Regions from separate parts of the Zea mays genome. Here all the other regions are linked to region 3. A link is a contact called in public Hi-C data. All regions are on one chromosome and are shown on one strand. The core of a region is the stretch at or near the end of the contact, and the rest is flanking DNA. Distances in the headings are between cores, read along the strand shown. Region 1 holds the start of mbd101 (methyl-binding domain 101). Region 2 holds the start of LOC103635678 (pyruvate, phosphate dikinase 2-like). Region 3 holds the start of LOC103635676 (autophagy-related protein 18h). Region 4 has its middle 25 kb from the start of LOC103635675.

The links. A called contact is a pair of places that touch in the nucleus more often than the background predicts.
Region 1: a contact with region 3 is called in a Hi-C map of ear, with 2.6 times the contacts expected there. The contact joins the promoter of mbd101 here to the promoter of LOC103635676 in region 3. A contact is called at or near these places in 2 of 25 Hi-C or Micro-C datasets (ear and endosperm).
Region 2: a contact with region 3 is called in a Hi-C map of tassel, with 4 times the contacts expected there. The contact joins the promoter of LOC103635678 here to the promoter of LOC103635676 in region 3. A contact is called at or near these places in 9 of 25 Hi-C or Micro-C datasets (bundle sheath, ear, endosperm and 2 more) and 1 of 3 datasets of contacts at active chromatin or transcription factors (leaf).
Region 4: a contact with region 3 is called in a Hi-C map of leaf, with 4 times the contacts expected there. The contact joins the enhancer-like site here to the promoter of LOC103635676 in region 3. A contact is called at or near these places in 2 of 25 Hi-C or Micro-C datasets (bundle sheath and leaf).

The regions. Positions count from the first base shown.
Region 1 is chr8:109,390,359-109,393,963 of Zm-B73-REFERENCE-NAM-5.0, forward strand. mbd101 (methyl-binding domain 101) reads left to right here and starts at 2,334. Exons shown (of 2, transcript NM_001111702.1): 1 at 2,334-2,404. The coding sequence starts at 2,366.
Region 2 is chr8:109,317,790-109,321,051 of Zm-B73-REFERENCE-NAM-5.0, forward strand. LOC103635678 (pyruvate, phosphate dikinase 2-like) reads left to right here and starts at 1,478. Exons shown (of 18, transcript NM_001358399.1): 1 at 1,478-1,619; 2 at 1,721-2,092; 3 at 2,592-2,754; 4 at 2,843-3,078; 5 at 3,196-3,262. The coding sequence starts at 1,530.
Region 3 is chr8:109,142,033-109,145,704 of Zm-B73-REFERENCE-NAM-5.0, forward strand. LOC103635676 (autophagy-related protein 18h) reads right to left here and starts at 1,517. Exons shown (of 10, transcript XR_557556.4): 1 at 844-1,517. It overlaps LOC103637166 (ATP synthase subunit gamma, chloroplastic), which reads right to left and starts at 3,390. Exons shown (of 1, transcript XM_008659417.1): 1 at 3,055-3,390. The coding sequence starts at 3,390. The coding sequence ends at 3,055.
Region 4 is chr8:109,003,513-109,006,927 of Zm-B73-REFERENCE-NAM-5.0, forward strand. No RefSeq gene overlaps it. Among protein-coding and RNA genes, the nearest start is that of LOC103635675, 25 kb to the left of the region's middle. Within about 2 kb of position 1,774, at least 16 of the 20 cell types and tissues checked have an H3K27ac peak or open chromatin away from gene starts, as enhancers often do. A contact at or near this core is called in bundle sheath and leaf, where this site is marked.

The sequences.
Region 1 (3,605 bases), core at 1,084-3,583, 250 kb after region 3:
CGGGCGAGGCGGAAGTCGTCCGGCCGAGGCTAGGGCGGAGTCCGAGCCCTGGGGTCGGGCGAGGCGGAGTTTCGTCGTCTTTCGGGTCTTAGCCTGAGTCCGAGCCCTGGGGTCGGGCGGAGCGGAGTTCGCCGTCTTCCGGGTCTTAGCCCGAGTCCGAGCCCTGGGGTCGGGCGGAGCGGAGTTCGCCGTCTTCCGGGTCTTAGCCCGAGTCCGAGCCCTGGGGTCGGGCGGAGCGGAGTTCGCCGTGGCGCCTTTGGCAAGGCCTAATTGCCTGTCAGACTCACTCTGTCGAGTGGCACTGCAGTCGGAGTGGCGCAGGTGGCGCTGTCCTTCTGTCAGACTGGCCAGTGGAGCGGTGGAGTGACGGCGGTCACCTCGGCTCTGCCGGGGGCGCGTGTCAGGATAGAGGTGTCAGGCCACCTTTGCGTTAAATGCACCTGCAATTTGGTCAGTCGGTGTGGTGATTTAGTCAAGGTTGCTTCTGAGCGAAGCCAAGGCCTTGGGCAAGCCGGTGATGTGTCCGCCATAAAAAGGGGGCCTCGGGCGAGACAGAAGTCTCTCGAGGTCGGCTGCCTTCGGCCGAGGCTAGGCTCGGGTGAAGCGTGATCGAGTCACTCGTATGGACTGATCCCTGACTTAATCGTGCCCATCAGGCCTTTGCAGCTTTATGCTGATGGGGGTTACCAGCTGAGAATTAGGCGTCTTGAGGGTACCCCTAATTATGGTCCCCGACAAACCCATACAAAATACAAGCTCCATATTCCTCAGTCTTGACTAGGTATGGCAATAGGGAATTTCCCATCGAGGAATAGCTCCCCGTCCTCGTGATGAAAATTTTTTCCTCGAGGGAAACCCATGAACGTTTGCGGGGATATTTGTTTCCCATCCTCATACCCCATGGGGATAAATCCTCGACGAAGATCCCCTCCCCGCTTAAATTATAATCATATGCCATTTGTTATTAATACAAAACATTGTCACTTATACATATTGTCAATGAAAAACATTATGTGTACATCAAAATGAACACATTTTGCATAATGAGTGGTCTCTTGACAAGGTAATTTTTTATTTTTATCATTAACTATTACACGAAAACATTGTCACGTGTAAGTTTAATAGATCCCTGCGGGAATGAGGATAGGAAATGTTTCCCTATCCCCGTCCCCGTTTATCTATCGAGGGAGATTTTTTCCTGTTTACATCCCTATGGGGGAAGAAACTTCTCCATCCCCATATCCTAAGGGATTTTTTGAGCAAGGATACCAAAGGTGATTAGAGAGGCTAAAATCATCTTGCTATTTAAAAATAATGAATTGCCTACAATGTCGGTGTTTGGTCCCGACGACACACTACAGGATACCGCATAGTGCTTTTGGGAGGATGGCGAGACCAATCGTAGCTCGATGGTTTGTTTAGGGCACGACAGAACACATAGAATTATAAAGGTTTGGGCCGCTTGTGCGTGTAATACCCTACACCCTGTGAGTTTGTGGAGTTGTATTGCACAATGTTCTTAGTTACAAAGAGTTCTCGAGCTAGAAGATGACTATGCCTATTGATGTGTCTCTGTTTTCGTAGGAGCTCCCTCTCTGCCTTATTCTCGATAGAAGAGGAGTTACACACACGATGCGCCGAACGTTCAGTCCCCCGCGTCTACGAGATTGGTGCTGACTTGTCCGGAAGTCAGCGAGTCTTCAGGGAATTCACACGTCCTCTGCACGCGTGATTGGTATCCCGCACTGGCTTCGCACGAGCCTGGCCCGCGGGAAACGTGGGAAAGCTGCGTTTACACGCATGTAGGCAAGCAAGCCAAAATGAGCCAATGGCTGCAGGCGCGGGTGTAGGCTCCAACCCACCAATCGAATACCCGCTGCACACGGTCCACGGGACGACGCGAGCTTGGACGTAGCTAGGGGTGGTAATTGATAATGGATCGCGATCCAAATGATTCTTTACAAAATAATAACGCTATAAATAATTTTTAGTTTAAAAATGAGTAGAAATAGAGTTTATTCTAATCCAATCTGATTTTTAAATTTTATAGTGTAGAATTTAGAGACTATTCTCATGCACCTATGCAATGAACCGATCACGTGATGCATGCGCGAAATTTGACCTAGGAGTTTATAGTACGCTTCTGATCACACACATCCTGTGAAAGCTACGCCCCAAGTTTATCCGGGGGTTTTCTGCGGCCCATAGAACAATCCGAGTCATGGTAAGAAATTGGGAATCAGGCCCATTGTCGATCTCTAGTTGACGACCAGGCCCTCCGCAGTCCTCCTCTCACAAACAGATACAGCCCGTCCATTCCCCAATCCCCGTGTCGCCTGTGCCCCTCTGCCACCTCGCCGTCGGCATGACAACAGGGTCGACCCCGGGTTCGGCCCCCTCTCAGGTTTGCACTTCTTCGCGCTCTTCCTCACAGATCGATGGCACCTTGTTTTGTGGATTGATATGCGCTGTAGCTTTGGCCCCTTCTTGCCCTGGCGGCCTGCGTCGTTGATGTGGGTACTTCGTTTTGTGCCAGATACATCATTATCAGGTGTTGACTTTGTTGGATATAGTAGTGGCTCTATTAACCACTTGGTTCATCGGTTGCATCTGGTTATTTTGTTTCGAAAGGTTTGTGTCCGCGCTAGATTGTAGTGCTAGTATGCATGCTTGATTTTTGATACGGAAAATATTGCGTGCAATTTTAGTTCCAGACATTGGGGATTAGGGTTGGGTCGATTCACACATAGGTTCTCCCGCAAATCCATTTTGATAAAAAGAAAGGGATTTGCTAAAATTCATATGCCTGAATTCTAGTTTTTTTAGACGACGGTTATTGCATATATTTTATATACTAAAATTACAGTTTCGAGAATAAAAAACCAATTAGACAAAATCACAAACCCAATAAAATCTGATCCGTGTTGACACAAAGACAGCTAACAACTATTTTTATAGTCAAACAAAGACAAAAATTCGATACGTTATGATACAAAGATAAATCATAAGAAAATAATTTACCTCTACTAGTTAGTTGTACAAAAATGTTGCATGATGTCATCTAAAAAATCAGGCACCTGAAATATTGGGAAAATGGAAAAGAAAGTATCTTAAATTGATTCTAAAGCACCCATCGTTTGCTCTTTGAGTCTTGTATATGCTTTCATGTCATGCACGGTTTTTATCAGGTGAATCAATGCAAACGCGAAATTTGTCTTTGAGTTCTTGAAATGTTTTACATGTATTATTACAGAAGTTGCTGGTGTGCTGTTATGCTTTGGTTCAGATTTTAGGTGTAAATGTCTAAGTTTATTGCTAGTAACCAGAAGGGAGGAATTTAAGAGAACAAAACAATCATTTGCCATTATTAGAATCCAAGTTGTTGGACAGGGATAGTCGCCTATGATTTGTGTGTATTGATAGGACCCCAAGGGGCAACATATATAGGCAGACAGGAGGGGAGGAAACCCTAGGGCTGCCGCCTACAGGAGGGTGGCGGCAAGACAGGGGGAAAAACCTCCCAGCAGAGGTGGCGCAACACCTATGGGCCGGGCCTGTACATACGCAAATGACAGCCCGACCCCCCACACACATAAGGCCTATAC
Region 2 (3,262 bases), core at 228-2,727, 180 kb after region 3:
ACACCCTAAATATAGTAGCTGGGTCCGCCACTGAATATAGACTATTCATAAAGACAATAATATCCTTGTTTGTTTATTTGAGGTGAGAAAAGAAGGATAACATATATTATAATTTCTATTTAAGTGGGTATTTTGTCAAAATAATCTCAAATAAGCTACTCTTGAGGAGATTATGAGATTATCATAATCTAGACTTTAGATTATATAATATGAACTCATAATATATGTGCTTGTTTACCTATTAGATTATTTGTGCTGGATTATATAATTTAGAGAGATTATAATTCGAAACAAATAACGCCTAAGTTTCGATCCCATCGTCCGAGGCTACTGATACGATCGACGAATAAAAAAAAAGAGGAGATTTCTAACAAGCTCTACTGATCGATCAACTAACTATTCAACTAGCCTTCCATCGTCGTCCGAGAGCACTCGACTACTCGAGCAAGCGACCAACGACGACGCGGCGTCGTCGTCCTTCTGAAACAGAAAGCGCGCGCCGCGTCTGCGTCTGCGTCTGCGTCTGCGTCTGCGTCTGCGTCTGCGCCTGCGCGCGTACCGCGCGTCACGCATGCGTGCGGCTGACACGACAGCGTGAGTCACACACAGAAGCGGCGCTTGGACGGACGCTAGCAGCCAGCGTGAGCAATTCATCAGTTTTCAGTTTTTCTTTTCTTTTTTCTTTCTTTCTCTGGCTGGATGCACACCAGGTATGGTAACCAGGGTTGGGCCTTGGCAGGCCATGCATTTACTGACCAGTACTCAAGCTTCAGTTAGCGCTTCTCTAGCTTCATTGACCGATCGAGAGCCTACCTGCATGAGGCAAAACATCCTTGATGCCATTATATAGATGGCAGAAATGCATGCTAATTTTGCTCCTCAAGATAGAAGACGACGCTCACGCTAATTTCGCATTAGTAGATTACCAATCTTCTTACACTCGATCACAAGCTATTTGTTAAAATATTTATTACCCGTGTGTATCTATGCTTTTGAAGCGGCTTGGTAGACTGACAACCACAGCCACGCACACATTGCATCTGTTCACGAAGGCAAGCAACACACGCACGCACACATTGCATCGACGAAACAGAAAGGGAGGGGGGCACTAGGGGCGAGGCAGTGGCAGTGACGCGGGGTGAGGTTACCGGGCGTCCGGATATGCATCCGGTTAGCTGGGTGCGTACGTGTAAAAGCCCATCCGAGCATGGATTTTTGCCCAACCGATTTTGTGCCCGAACGCTTCTTCGCCTATTTTATTTGTTTTTTATATATACCAGGGGCTTCCCCTGGGTTTGTGAAAAATAAAAAATAAAAAAAAGTGTTGCGTACGTACATGCTTGCATGATTTGGGCTCCCGCCTGTCAGTGTCACATCATCAGACACGAGCGCGGGGCCGGCTGCCTACTGCCTACTGCCGCTGCTATAAATAGAGCCCGGCGCAGGCCCTGCTGCTTCGTCATCAGCCACAGCGCCCGTTGTTGTATCTTGTCACTGATCAGTGTTGTTTGCTTTGCTTTGCCGTGCTAATGGCGCCCGCTCCATGTGGCCGTTCGTCGCAGAGGGTGTTCCACTTCGGCAAGGGCAAGAGCGAGGGCAACAAGAACATGAAGGAGCTGGTGAGAGGGTCCTTCTTCTGTATTCAATTCGCTTGCTTTGCTACTGCATGTATGCATATGTATGCACGCTGATGATGAATACTACTACTACGTACATGCAGCTGGGCGGCAAGGGCGCGAACCTGGCGGAGATGGCGAGCATCGGGCTGTCGGTGCCGCCGGGGTTCACGGTGTCGACGGAGGCGTGCCAGCAGTACCAGGAGGCCGGGCGCGCCCTCCCGCCGGGGCTCTGGGCGGAGGTCCTCGACGGCCTGCGGTGGGTGGAGGAGTACATGGGCGCCGCCCTCGGCGACCCGCGGCGCCCGCTCCTGCTCTCCGTCCGCTCCGGCGCCGCGGTGTCCATGCCCGGGATGATGGACACGGTGCTCAACCTGGGGCTCAACGACCAAGTGGCAGCCGGGCTGGCGGCCAAGAGCGGGGACCGCTTCGCCTACGACTCCTTCCGCCGCTTCCTCGACATGTTCGGCAACGTCGTGAGTACTAACTAGTATTCTACTCCTAGCTCCCTCCAACCTGATCGGTCCACCAAGGCTGGAGTTCTTTTTTTTTCTTTGTCTGTTTGCTAATTGCTAGCTATAGACCAGGGTATGTGGCCAGCCGCTTTCCCTTGGGCTAAACGAACGTGGCTGGTTTTTACTATTATTTTTTATAAACTTCATATATATAAAAACTAAACGACTTTAACAGTTCCATTACCTGAGGAACGAACGAACATGTTTCTGTCACACAGACGCAAATCGCCATCGGTGAGGTAAAAACAAAACAAATTAAAAGGTGGGCATAGTTTCGTCAGGTCAGAACCCAAGAGGCAGAATTCACGTAGACGTCCTTGTCAGATTTTGGAGCCCACGTCGTTAAACTTGGTTTGTCGGACTGGAGGAAACACACAATCGATCCCACCACCGGCCACCGCAGAGTGAAAACACATCAGATTTTCTTATCGGATCCTTTTTTATTTACTTACCACACCAGGTGATGGACATCCCCCACGCGCTGTTCGAAGAGAAGCTTGAAGCCATGAAGAAAGCCAAGGGGCTGAAGAACGACACCGACCTCACCGCCACCGACCTCAAAGAGCTGGTGAGCCAGTACAAGAACGTCTACGTGGAGGCTAAGGGAGAGCCATTCCCCTCAGGTGCAGTGTGTGTGTGTGTGTGTTCCATTAATTCCATGCATATCCTCAGTCACCCAGCGACCTGACACACTGAAGCTCCCTGCTGCAGACCCCAAGAGGCAGCTGGAGTTGGCAGTGCTGGCCGTGTTCGACTCGTGGGAGAGCCCGAGGGCAAAGAAGTACAGGAGCATCAACCAGATCACCGGCCTCAGAGGCACCGCCGTGAACGTGCAGTGCATGGTGTTCGGCAACATGGGGAACACCTCTGGCACCGGCGTGCTCTTCACTAGGAACCCCAACACCGGAGAGAAGAAGCTGTACGGCGAGTTCCTGGTGAATGCTCAGGTGTGTGTGTATGTGACCTCAGGCTTCCATTGCATTGCTCTCCCCTGTTAAAGATGCTGTGGAGTGTATTAGCTTACATGTGAAATATATTATTCTGTTTCCCTACTATATATTCAGGGCGAGGATGTGGTTGCTGGAATCAGAACCCCGGAGGATCTTGATGCCATGAAGGACGTTATGCCAC
Region 3 (3,672 bases), core at 267-2,766:
TAACTATACTTGGAGAAACCGACATTTTGTTGTCCAGGCAAAATTTAAGAACACTGAAGAAAAATCCAAAACAAAAAAACTGTTGCCAACAATAACAAGGCACCCATTAGCCATGTGCAGTATGAGCACAGAAAAATTCTACTGAACTACTACAAAAATGACTCCGATGTTCCACCCAAACAGCCATTTATCCCTTTAAATGCTATTTAGACGCAGCAGTGGCTAGTCGTGTCCATTTAATCAGACACTTATCCTGTTTAAATGGCAATTTAGACCATTTAAACTGTCATTTAGCCCAAATAAACAGCTACAACATAGGTGGCCAACTCCTTATTGTTTAGTGTTTGGGTGAACACTGATCTAATCTGTGCTCTCCAGCCTTTTCACTTCAGACTAGTTAAACTAAATTCATGGTCAACTCACTCAAAGCTCCATTAATTGCACTGGAATTTCGAAAGTACAAGAACATCAGCTCTACCTCGTTGGATTACTCACAGCTCCTACTGCAAAATGGCGTTTCTGAGACACGATTGCAAGGGTAACAATCCAATATTATAGTATTTTCTAGCTTTTCCTATCCAGCAGTAACATTGTTAATGGTCAACTCACTTGAAGAGCGAGTAATTGCTACTAGTACGATGAATCTACTGGAACAAAGGAAGTGCGTCCAGGCACTACCCAAACCTACCACTGCAGAATGCACAATTGACAATTGAGTACACAATTGCAAGCATAGAACTGAAGTTAGCAAACCCCATCGCCCACAGTCATCTGCACTAGCAGCGTAAAAATGAAAACAAAAAAATGTTTGAAGACGAGGAGGGCAGGGGCGGGGCAGTGAACCTGGTCCTTCTCGTCCTCGGAAGGGGAGGAGATGGAGGCGGCGACGGAGGCGCCCGCCGAGCGCACGGTAGACGCGACGGAGCCAGCGTTGGAGGTCACCGTCTTGAGGCAGGACGATATGATCCGCAGCGAGCTCGGCAGCAACCCATTCCTTGCCCCCTTCCCCCGCTTCATCCCTACCCGCCGCTCCCTCCCCTCCTCCCCAGCGCGGAGACCAGCGCAAGCACCCGCTCCGACTCTGGCTTCCCCACCGCCACCGCTCCTACAACCCACGCCCCGCGACCCCGCCGCTGCCCATCCACGATCGCCGCCTCCGGCGCCGGCGAAACCCAATACCATCCGAGTGCCGCCTCCCAGCTCCCGCCGATCCCCTCCGCCGCCGCGATCCGCAGACTCAGATTGCCACCATATCCCTCCTTCCTTCGCTTGCCCACCTCGCCGCTCGTTGTCCCCTTCCCCTCCGACGCCGACCAGAACCAGAACCAACAACTCCCTGGCTTCACCCTTTTCCCTTCTCTCTCTACTTGCTGTTGCTTTCGTGTGTCTATCTCCCTCCCTCCCCTTTTAATCCCACCCGGTTTTCCTCTCCCCAGCTGGCTTCGCGTCCCCGGAACAAGCTCTCTGCCACCCTGGGTCCACTGCCTATCCGCGAGTGGGCAAGCCTTTCCTCGGGTGCTCGTGGCGAGGGCACGGGGATGGGAGCTTGCACGCAAGGGGAATATGGGGCATAGATCCCTTGCCAAGCGGGCATCCTCGACGTTGGCGAGCGGCGAGCGAGCGAGCGTGCGTGCGTGGGGAACGGTCTGTTTATCCGCTCGTTCCTTGCGAAAACGAGCTTTGGGAAAGGGGTTTATGCTTTGATTTGCTGATTTGCATGTTTGATCGTTGTTAGAGCAACTCCAATAAATCTCGATATCTAATGCCTACTAGTCGGTTAACTGTGCGTTGCGACGGCTTACAACAATACCCACGTAAATTATTCACAAAAAAATTCTCAAGATTTTTTATTAATTGTCTCCGCTTTTTACATAATATTTTTTATTAACGCACGAGTACCGTAGTCAGCAAATCAGAGACCTCCATCCCTTGCCTCCCCCACTTCCAAGGTTTCGTAGAGCAGGAGGGGAAGAGAAGAGACGGACATACTCGGAGAATGACACGACAAAGACCAGGGCATCTAGAGAGACGATATAGGTAGTATATCACTAGATATATAAGAAGAGAGCACGCAAGCTTAGAAAGAAGCCCGGCCGGAGCACAGGGTCGGTCCTCAGGTTTCATGGACCCGGAGCGAAACAAAAAAATTTGGGCCTTTAAGGCTATATATATATATATATATATATATATATATATATATATATATATATATATATATATATATATATATATATATATATATATATATATATATATATATATATATATATATATATTCAATTTTTTTCTAATTAAATAACAAAATTTTGAATGATAAAAGTCTAATATATCAAAACAACTTCAAATCTCTACTACTACTTAAGTTATTAGTGTAGGCGTCCACATTTTTTTTTGGCGCACGGTTCTGCCGGCGCCCCCGCTCTCCGCTCTCTCGCCCGCCATCATGGAAGGAGAATTTGGAAGGTCCACGTGGTTCCAAGGAACTCTCCTCTTTGCTGTCTCTCTCGCCCACCATCTGCGCGCTCTCTGGCCGCCATCTCTGCGCCCCGCTCTCTTCTCTGCTCGCCGTCGGACCCAGCGCGATCCACTCGCCAAAATCTTCTGCGCGATGCACCGCTCCCCCCTCCACCTCCGCACCATGGCGCGATGCAGGCTGGTACGTGGCCAGCATCCGGCAATCCCCACGCTCTGGATCTGGGAACGAGCAATCAGCGCCTCCATCCGCAATCAGCGTCTTCCCCCAGCCGTAGCCTTCGCCTCCACTCGCCCCGACGCCCCCGCCCCCGCAATCAGCGCCTTCGCCTCCACAAGATTGGACCAGAATCTAACATGGAGAGCGGAATCCCCACCGCAATCAGCGTTCGCTTCCACTCGCCCCGACGCCCCCCGTCTTCCCCCAGCCGCAGCCTTCGCCTCGACAGAGGACGCACGACCGTTGCGCCCGCCCTGCTCGCGGTGACCCCCTCCCTCCCACCGATAGTCGTCGCCGCACCCAGATCCATTTTCCCCAACCCTCCACGTCCTTCTCCAAGAAACAAAGCGACGATAGCCGTGTCAACGAGATCGACCCAGCAGCAGGATCGATCTGCGGGAGAGGTTCTTGTGGAGCTTGATGGCATTGTCGGTGGCGCTGCTCATGGCGCTCATCCGGGCGGTGAGCTCGCTAGCGAGCGACTCCTGCAGGGCACGGAGGAGCTGGCTATTGAGGTAGAGCGGGAGCAGCGTGTCTAGGATCTGCACGGGGTCCTGCTCGAACTGCACCACGGGGGAGAAGTGCTGCATCTCGATCTTCACCTTCTCGCGCTCCACGGTGAACTTCCCCTCCTTGGTGGTGAGGCGGAAGAGCTCGTCCTCGGTGGCGTCCACGTAGACGGCGGCGCCGGTGGCTCCGCGAGGATGGCCGCCGCGGCGGGGGAGGAGGCGCTGTCTAGCGCCACCAAGCAGAAGGTGGTGGCGGCGAAGCAGTACATCGAGAACCACTACAAGTCGCAGATGAAGTCGCTTCAGGAGCGCAAGGAGAGGTCAGTCCACTCCACTCCACTTTCCTTCCTGGTGTGATGGCAATGTGAAAGGGAATTAGGCTTACACCTAGTTCCTAAATAATTTTGGTGGTTGAATTGCCCAACACAAATATTGGACTGACTAGTTTGCTCTAGTGTATAAGTTATACAG
Region 4 (3,415 bases), core at 524-3,023, 140 kb before region 3:
TTGATAAAACATTCGTCGAATGTTTACAGGTTTTGTCGAGTGTTTTAGGCACTCGACAAAGAGTTGATTTAGCTGTGTGCGTGGTCAACAACAGCACCCGCGGTCCCTATCCTCGCGTCAGGCGGGCCTCACGTAGTGGGTCGTCGACGGAAAATCCCTCGCCTTCTTGTCCTCTTGTACCGCCGGCGTCTGCCGGGTCATCGACGCGTCCTTGTACATAGCTAGCGATCTTCTTCTAGTTCCAAGCTCTACAGACAGTAGTCATTCATAGGGGGATCGGAGCCGTACGGTGGTGGACGACGACGTTTCGCTGGAATGCTCGTACGCGCGTGCCGGTGACGAAGACACGAACCCCAAGCCGGCCGCCACAAGGACACATCACGTATTATATTCACGTACGCGCGGGACGAGTGGACAGGCATCCACCAAGGGTCACTACTGCCTCTCCCAGCTGTCTCGCTCCGCAGGACCATAGCATCGACGAGCATGGGCGTACAGCGGCCGGTCCGGCGCTGGCACCACAACAGTTGTCGACCAGCTGCGTCTGCGTCTGCGTGCTACACGAGACACGAGTGCACGAACACGACTAGCGCATGCTGCGGCTAGGGGTGGAAACGGATCGAATACGCACGGATACGAATACGAATGTCATAGTTTACCATATTTTTGTTCGAATTCGGATACGAATACAAAACGGATAGTCGAATTCGAATTTTTATTCAGATATTTACTCAATTCAACTCAAACATCATATTCTGAAATTTAACATATGTATATGTGTATTTAATTTAAGTATAAGTTTATAGATAGTCAAAACAAACTTAAAATAAAATAGATTTCTTGTGATCCTTCATATCCAAGTCAACAAAACTATATAAATAATATTTTTAAACTATCGAAGCATGTAACAAAAGATAAACAACAGCACGTGATATTTAATAAGTGACATTTGTACAAATACAAGTAAATTAGAATTGATATAAAAAAGTAAATGTACCAATAAAAACAAATTTTCCGTTCTAAAATGAATGAATGTCCTATATAAATGTGTATACCAAAACTTAAATGAAAACATTAAGAAATTTATCTTTATATTGTAAGTGGAGAGTGATAGTTGAATGTTTATAGAACTTTATTGAGATGTGTTCACTATATAGATAAAGTTGAGAGTTATAATTAAATGTTTATGAAACCTGTTGGATTTTAGTATTGAATATCACTAGAAATATAAGGTTGATATATTTATTTATATATCATATAAATAATTTTTAATATCTAAAATGATATGTATCATTTTTTCAGTATATTATTAATCTTAAAATCAATTTTAATTAGTAATTAGTGATAAAGTTAAGTTTTAAAAGGTTTCATGAAACATATTTTTTTCACGGATACGGATAGTATCGAATGTTTTATGGTTTTTTCGAATACGAATATGGAATCGGATAGAGAAAAGTACTATAAATCGAATTCGAATACATCCATTTGACATCTATATTGAAATCGAATACGGATACGAATAATCGAATATCCATATTAGCAGTTTTAGCGAATACAAATACGGATAATTCGAATATCCAGACATCTATTTCCAGCCCTAGCTGCGGCGTTCGGCAATCGGGGGATCAGTTTCTAGCACCTACGCCTACCTAACATTTCCATACCATTATGGCAAGAAGCGTCGTCGGGTCGGGGGTGCTAGAGCTAGCTACTAGCACCGCATTCAGTTCACGTGGCCATGCATACGGGGGGTGGTGTGGTGGTCCACGCTCTCGCCGTCCGACACGGACTACACGCAGCGGTTGTGATCACGTACGGGCCCGGTGCACAGCCTCTACATATCAACGTCCACTGCTACGAATTATTCACCGAAATTTTTTTATTGATTGGTAGCACCGTGTTCTTTTATTGATTGGTACTAGCTAGAAGCTTGCCCAAGACAATTTTCTTCCTTAAAGCTGTTCTAAGCTCTTTTGCTGATCAAAACATTTGCCTTTCTTCTGCTACTTGCTCTTTGGCCAAAGCCTCTTGCAAGGAGTCCACCCCACTTCTCTCTATTATATATATTGCAAGAGCTTCCTTGCAAGCAATATAATATACATCTTTTTCTTGCTCATAGAGATCATCATCTCTATTTGCTAGTTTGGTTTGGACAAAATCTAAATCCTCCACTAGCTTGGTGGTGAATAACTTGGTCTTTGGATCCAATTTTTTTAATTATGTTATCATATTCTTCATCACTAGATCCATCATTACCAGATCTATCACTAAGTTCACTAGAGACGACATCGCTAGGAGATGGAAGAGGTTAAGCCTTTAATTTTACCTTCTCACCTTGACTCGCCACAATTGCAATTGTCTCATCCTTTTCACTTGATTCTTTAGTTGACTCCCACTCATTCCCAATGTGTGACTCTCCCATAGGCTTGTATCCCTTATTGTGCCCATGCTTGATCTCTGAAATGAACGTGGATGCCTAGAGGGTGAATTAGGACTTCCTATTTATCGCTCTAAACTAGGCCTCTAATTTAATCTCTTAAACAAAACCTATACGGATAACCAAGAAAGCTAGTGCAATAAAGATTATGTCTAAGTGTTGCTATCTCTACCGCAAAATGAGTTATGCAACCTAAGTTTCAGTTCTACCAAGTAGCCTATGATCTAAGATAGGAATGGTAAAGCACATAACTAAAGGAATAAATATAAATGCAGAAGCTTAAGTAAGGTAGCACATTGAAGTGCCGATATTTTTATCGAAATATCAAGAACCATGTAAGGTTCTTATTAATCCTCGTTGGTGCCCCTACACAAAGGTGAAATGATCATGACGCCCAAGAGGGGGTGATGTTGGGGACAGATATCCCTCGGGTCCACTAGAAGGCTAGAAGACCTCGCGAAAGGCCTTGGGCCCATTGTTTCGCAAGGCCATCCATTCGTGGGTCTGGGGAGGAATGTCTGGCAGAATGAATCGACGCAAGATTGGATCAACTCGAGTCCAGGCGGCCCAATGAATTCAAGCATTATCCACATCAGTGATTTGTTTCTCCTGCGCTGCGGCCTCAAGCGTCGGAGCTAAATGATGATAAGTCGGTAGAATAATAGGAAGATAAGCTCAGTCGGTTCACTATTACTTAGGCGCATGTTGTTATCATATCCGCATGTAACGCCCTATGGTCGAGTATATAAGGCCTAGGGGGCACCCCCTCAAACACAACTCACTCATTAGCCATCTACTCAGCTCTCTAGCATCTCTGGTACTAGAGAACTCCCCTGTAACCCACCACATAAAAGATCCACACCAGGACATAGGGTATTACGCATCTCAAAGCGGCCCGAACCTGTACAAGATTGTCTACTGTCTCTCATGCATCTGGCACGAACCATCGAGCTACAGTCGGTAACACCGTCCTACTCC